2 separate regions of the Macaca mulatta genome follow, and region 1 is linked to region 2. The links are chromatin contacts, called in public Micro-C maps. All regions are on one chromosome and are shown on one strand. Each heading gives the region's core, a stretch centred on a gene start, on an enhancer-like site or on the middle of the called end of the contact. The rest is flanking DNA. Distances are from core to core; before and after follow the strand shown. Region 1 has its middle 160 kb from the start of TBL1XR1. Region 2 overlaps TBL1XR1 (TBL1X/Y related 1).

Evidence for each region. A called contact is a pair of places that touch in the nucleus more often than the background predicts.
Region 1: a Micro-C map of CD4 T cells shows a contact between it and region 2, with 14 times the contacts expected there. The contact joins two enhancer-like sites. A contact is called at or near these places in 5 of 14 Hi-C or Micro-C datasets (CD4 T cells, cortical neurons, fetal cortex germinal zone and 2 more).

The regions. Positions count from the first base shown.
Region 1 is chr2:89,333,194-89,335,893 of T2T-MMU8v2.0, reverse strand. No RefSeq gene overlaps it. Among named protein-coding and RNA genes, the nearest start is that of TBL1XR1, 160 kb to the right of the region's middle. Within about 2 kb of position 1,328, at least 37 of the 40 cell types and tissues checked have an H3K27ac peak or open chromatin away from gene starts, as enhancers often do. A contact at or near this core is called in CD4 T cells, where this site is marked.
Region 2 is chr2:89,029,632-89,032,331 of T2T-MMU8v2.0, reverse strand. The region is part of intron 5 of TBL1XR1 (TBL1X/Y related 1); the gene reads left to right. Among named protein-coding and RNA genes, the nearest start is that of TBL1XR1, 140 kb to the left of the region's middle. Within about 2 kb of position 1,436, at least 5 of the 40 cell types and tissues checked have an H3K27ac peak or open chromatin away from gene starts, as enhancers often do. A contact at or near this core is called in CD4 T cells, where this site is marked.

The DNA.
Region 1 (2,700 bases), core at 79-2,578, 300 kb before region 2:
CTGGGGAAGTGATTTTAGAAGTGCAAGTCTGGTGGGAGAGTTTTTCCTTCAGACCATCTGGAGGGAAGCAGTCATAATCTACTACAAGTTCTCCCGAAATGATCAAGTACACATAGGGAAATTGGTACATTGTTGAAAAACATGTCTGCTTTGCTTCCTTCTGGGGAGCTCTAAAGACTTGTATCAGTCAGAGATGACTCCCTGCTTGAGGTACACAGAGATTAAGATGAGGCCAAAGAACAGCTCTCTCGCCTTGTAATTCTCCAGGTAGCCAGTTTTCAGCTGGCTGCCATTTTTTGCAATTTAAGATGCTAAGAGAATTTAAATGACATCAGCCCTGTGTGTGTAAAGAAGGAAATAGCCTGCATAGCTAAACAGAAAAGGTACCATGTTGTATGAGCCTTTCACGTTTTTTAAGCTGGGGGGTGTGTGTGGGTGGGGGGTGTTTGTGTGTGTGTAGAACAAAAGTACAGTTGTCTATACAATTAGTTATTTAAGCTATTTCAAGTACCATTACAGCAAGGGGGAGGGGAGGGAACATCTAAAATACATTAAATTATTTTTAAAAACTCGTTCTAGAAAAAAGGAAATGCCAGAGTAGTAAGATAAGGAGTCTTAATTAGCAACAAATTCATCTATTTCCTTCCTCCAAAACTGAGACAGTCTTCTAAGGCAATTTGCTTGGAGAGCAGTTTTGCGCCATAAATCTGGGACATGTTTTTCATGTGTGTTTGTTTGCCCTGTGTGAGGCTTAAGAAAAACACAGCAACCAAACCATCCAGTTCAGCCCTGGAGGGAAAGACCTAGAAGACCTAATCACCCGTGATGGCGATTACATAACAGAGAATCGTGCGCGCGGGCGCGCACGCACACATACACACACAGACACACACAGACACACACACACACACACACACACACACACACACACACACAGAGTCTCAAAAAAGAAAGAAAGAAAACCAGCCTTTGGCTTCCTGTCACAGAAGATGTCTCCTTTTTTTTCCTTTGTGAGGATCACTAAGAATGCTTCTTAAATACCAAGTGGATGTCTTTGGTAGAAATAGAGGTCACTTAAGGATGATTTATAAGTGCAGCCGAAGCCAAAATGAAGCATGTATCGATATCTAAAGTGCATCTGCATTTAGTGCAGCAAAGCTCATAATCTGTTTCTAATTTGTGCCCTGTGGATGCCCTCCCCACTAGGAAAAGGCCTGGCTCTGAGCAGCCGCCCCTCCCCGAGGCCGCCAAGCTCCCAGTTCAGGCCCTTTCTTGGGCAGCCGGAGTGCTCCTCTCTTAGATAATGCCAGGTACTCTGGAAAGTAGCCGTGTAATAATACACAAACCCCTGATGATGTCAGCGTGTTATTGACTTTCCAAGTCTGAATGACTGAGCAGAGGAGCGGGGGTGGGGCGCAATCCATCCGGCAGCGCGGAGACCGGCCAAGCGAAAATGGGCTCGCCAGCCTGGCGGGGGAGGGGCGGCTCGCAGCTGCCGCTGCTGCTTCGAGCTCCGGCTCTGCCGCCGCGGCGTCAGGGTCGTTGCCGCCCAGCCCAGGCGGGGCTTAGGTTCCCGCTCCTCCGATGTTTACGTTTGGTCAAAAACTCCTCAGGCAGAAATAACTAATGCCGCCCCCCGGAAGCTTATACCACGTGGCAGAGTGGGGTCACAAAGCGGGGAGCAGTGGCACGAAGGGGAAGGGGAGAAAGACCTCCCTGTTCCCTCCCCCACCCTGCAGGGGCCTTCCTCTTAGGCTGCAGAGCCAAGGGTCGCTCTCCGTGGTGGAGCTCCCTCTGCAGAAGACCCCCTGGAAAATTGCACCTCAGCAGTGGTGACATTTTATGGGCCATGATTTGCTGCATTTATGGCTCTGGTGGTGCAGGTGCAGAGTCGTAGGCTCCCCTTCTCACCCCGCAAATTGCTCACAGTGCAATCTGTCATCTTCAAGGCTAGGTGTGAACCGGGCAGGGTTGCCCTTAAAATGGAATTGCAGTTAAAGGCCGAGATCTGAAAGGAAGCGCTCCAACCGGGGCGTGGCTTTTCCCACCGGGTCTGGACCTTTCCTTCAGGCCCCGCCGTGCGTGCCCATCGGCTTGGCTGTCGCAGCTTGGGGGGACTGGGCGCCCCGGGCTCTGCCTGCCTGCAGAGCTCCAGTCCTTTCCGTTCCAGGCCTGTGGAATCCTCCACCGAACAAGGCCTCGCGCTGGCCTCTGCCCCACCCCACTGCGAGGAGCTGCTCCTCCTCCGAGGCCTGTGGTTTTTCTCCCCGCAGAGTGGGCTTGGTGGCGGCACCGCATGGCGCAAACAGCACGGGGGGCTTTGGAACCGCCTGGACTTGAGCCCTACCCCACCACATATTCGCTGTGTGAGTGTGGACCCGGTGGTTACCCTGTCTACAGCCCGCGTCTTAAAATGGGAGTAGTAACAATCCCCTCAATAGTTGTTCTGAGGATTAAGTGAAATTCAGATTTCATAAGAGACGTCCTTTTTCAATAGTCAGGTCTCTCGCCTTCATAAGTCAAGTTCCACTCGGGCCAGAGGCCCTGTGGTTGTTTCTGAAAACAAGGTCAGTAGAAGTGCTAGACCCATTGTTTCCTTAACTCTGCCCTTCCCCCTACCCTCCTGGCTCTCTGGAGCCCGCAGCCTCTTCCGACCCACTTCCACCTTCACCCACACCCACAGGCTTACAGGGCAGAGCC
Region 2 (2,700 bases), core at 187-2,686:
GGATGCCATGAGATACTTATTTGAAATTGCATCCAGAAATAGGATACGGAAGAGAGTTTGAGAATGTTATATTTCTGTGAACTCAGCACAGGGTTCAGACAGAACCCAGAATCTCACCCATAACAAATGCTCATAGTAGCTTTAGATCTGGGCACTTGCCACTTATTCCGAAAGCTTTTTCTTGGTTCTGATCTCCAATTATACTAAAATATGACTATTTTTTGCAATAGATTCTAATTCAGAATCATCAAGTACAGTAATGTCTTCTCTGGGTTGTTTTGGGGATTCGTCATATTTGTCACCACAACCTACAAATGATATACTTATTGAGAATTAGTCATTCAATATCTAAGAAATACGATATAAATTACTCTTAGCTTATAACTATGTTTCTTGAAAGATCTAAAGTAATACTGAACAAACTGGAATCTTTATACTGCTGCTTTCCCTGCAGTAGAGCACTGAATTGGATTAGGAGATAGCAGAAAAGGAACATCGTGGTCAAGGAAGGATTTGTGCAGAGAGATTCAAAGGACTGGTTTGTGAAGACTTCCAAAAAGGAAAAATAAAATTTCCCCCTGGCCTGTCTTATTATCTAAAGACTGTCCAAAAACACGTTGTGAAAGTTTTTATGTTTTGATAAATACGTGGTTTAGTAATACTGTTTTTCTATAAGAACTTTTAACATTTGTTCTCTGCATATTGTTCAGTGTTGACTGTGGTATCTATCTCCAGAGGGAAAATCACTTAAATTGTTTTAAATGTTTTTTACTGTTGTCAATACTAGAAGATAGTATCTGTTGAAAGTTTCCCTCCTCCTCCAAAATTACATACATTCTCAGATTCATTTTTTTTCACTTACAAAATATGTTGCTGTGGAGAAGGGATTTACATTGTGATATTCAACCTCAAATATTTGATGGACTTCTCTGTTTTAAATAAGCCATCCTTCAGACTCATCAAAACTAAAGAAAAATATATTTATTGTAGGGTTTTTATTAACTATTGTAACTTTTTATTTTTTGCAATTTTATCACTAGAAAGTTCACCCTATGCAAATTTCTTTGGTCCTCACCATTCTGCCTGTTTATGAAGTAGACTTCCCTATTCAACAAATATTTCCTAGGGAATAAAATGATTTTTTTCTTTTTAGAAATGACTTGAAAATTGAGCATATTTGATATAGTACTGTAAGTAATGATTAACTTGATTCAAAAGTATTGTTCCTTTAATTAGTGTTTGCCCAAGGGCATTAATTTCATTGCCCTAATAACTTATCTAGCAACCATATGCAGATAAATACTTAGTGGTACATGCTAAGTTGCATAAAGTAGAACCTGATAACAGTGTTAATTTTAGAGGCACTAAGGTGGTTTGGACCTTTTAATCTCTCCCCCACCTTTTGCGTCACCATCGACTTCTGTGGTTATTTGCAGTTGTGGTTTTTTTTTTTTTCCTGAAGAAATAGTTTCTGGCAATTATTTTTGAACTTTCTGACACCTGTCTTTCTTACAAGAAAACCTCTTTTCTATAAGAAGATGTCATTTTATCTTGCTTCAGTTGTATATTTGCTTTAGGGAAAGAATTATTGATACTAGATTTAACTATTACATGTCTAAGAGCTCTATAACTTCTCCATTTATGTTGTACTTGACTGTTGGAAGCTGTGAAACAGTCACATCTTATAATTGAAAGACTAACTGGAATTGCAAAATCAAAATGTCCTTATTGCTAAAATGAGTAACTTTCTAGATAGTGATTCTGAATATTATTACTTTTAAAAAATTTATTTAAAAAATAACTGATGTTGCATACTGTCTCCATTTATAGGAAAGATGATATATAAGAAGGAAATATATACAATCTGTATTAAGGGTTCTCTAGAGGGACAGAACTAATAGGATATGTGTATATATGAAAGGAAGTTCATCAAGGAGAATTGACTCACACAATCACACGGTAAAGTCCCACATAGGCCGTCTGCAAGTTGAGGGGCATGGAGGCCAGTGGTGGATCAGTCTGAGTCCCAAAACCTCAAAAGGAGGGAAGCCGACAGTGCAGCCTTCCATTTGTGGCCAAAGGCCCGAGAACCCCTGGTAAACCACTGGTGTAAGTCCAAGAGTCCAAAAGCTGAAGAACTTGGAATCTGATGTTTGAGGTCAGGAAGCATCCAGCACAAGAGAAAGATGAAGGCTGGAAGACTCAGCAAGTCTAGTCTTTCCTATGTTCTTCTGCCTGCTTTATCCTAGTTGTGCTGGCAGCTGATTAGATGGTGCCCACCCAGATTGAGGGTGAGTCTGCCTCTCCCAGTCCACTGACTCAAATGTTCATCTCCTTTGGCAGTACTCTCACAGTTTTATCACGGAACAAGTTTGTATCCTTCAATCCAGTCAAGTTGACACTCAGTATTAACCAGGATGATATATAAGAAGGATGATACCTGTAGGCTTCAAGAGTTTGGTTTATGAAGGTTCTCCTTATCTCTCTTGCACCCTAGCTCCCTCCATTTTTTCCCCTCTAACTTTTTCAATGGGATTTTCTGTCTCCTTAGAAATAAAGGCCTTGTACCATACCATTTTTTTTGAGATGGTGATTATTACTTCAAATGTTGTATTTGTTTGTAAGATCAGAAGTCAGAACCATAGACAATTATTTTTTAATTTAGACAGCGTGATCACAGTAGGCACAAACTAACCTTTA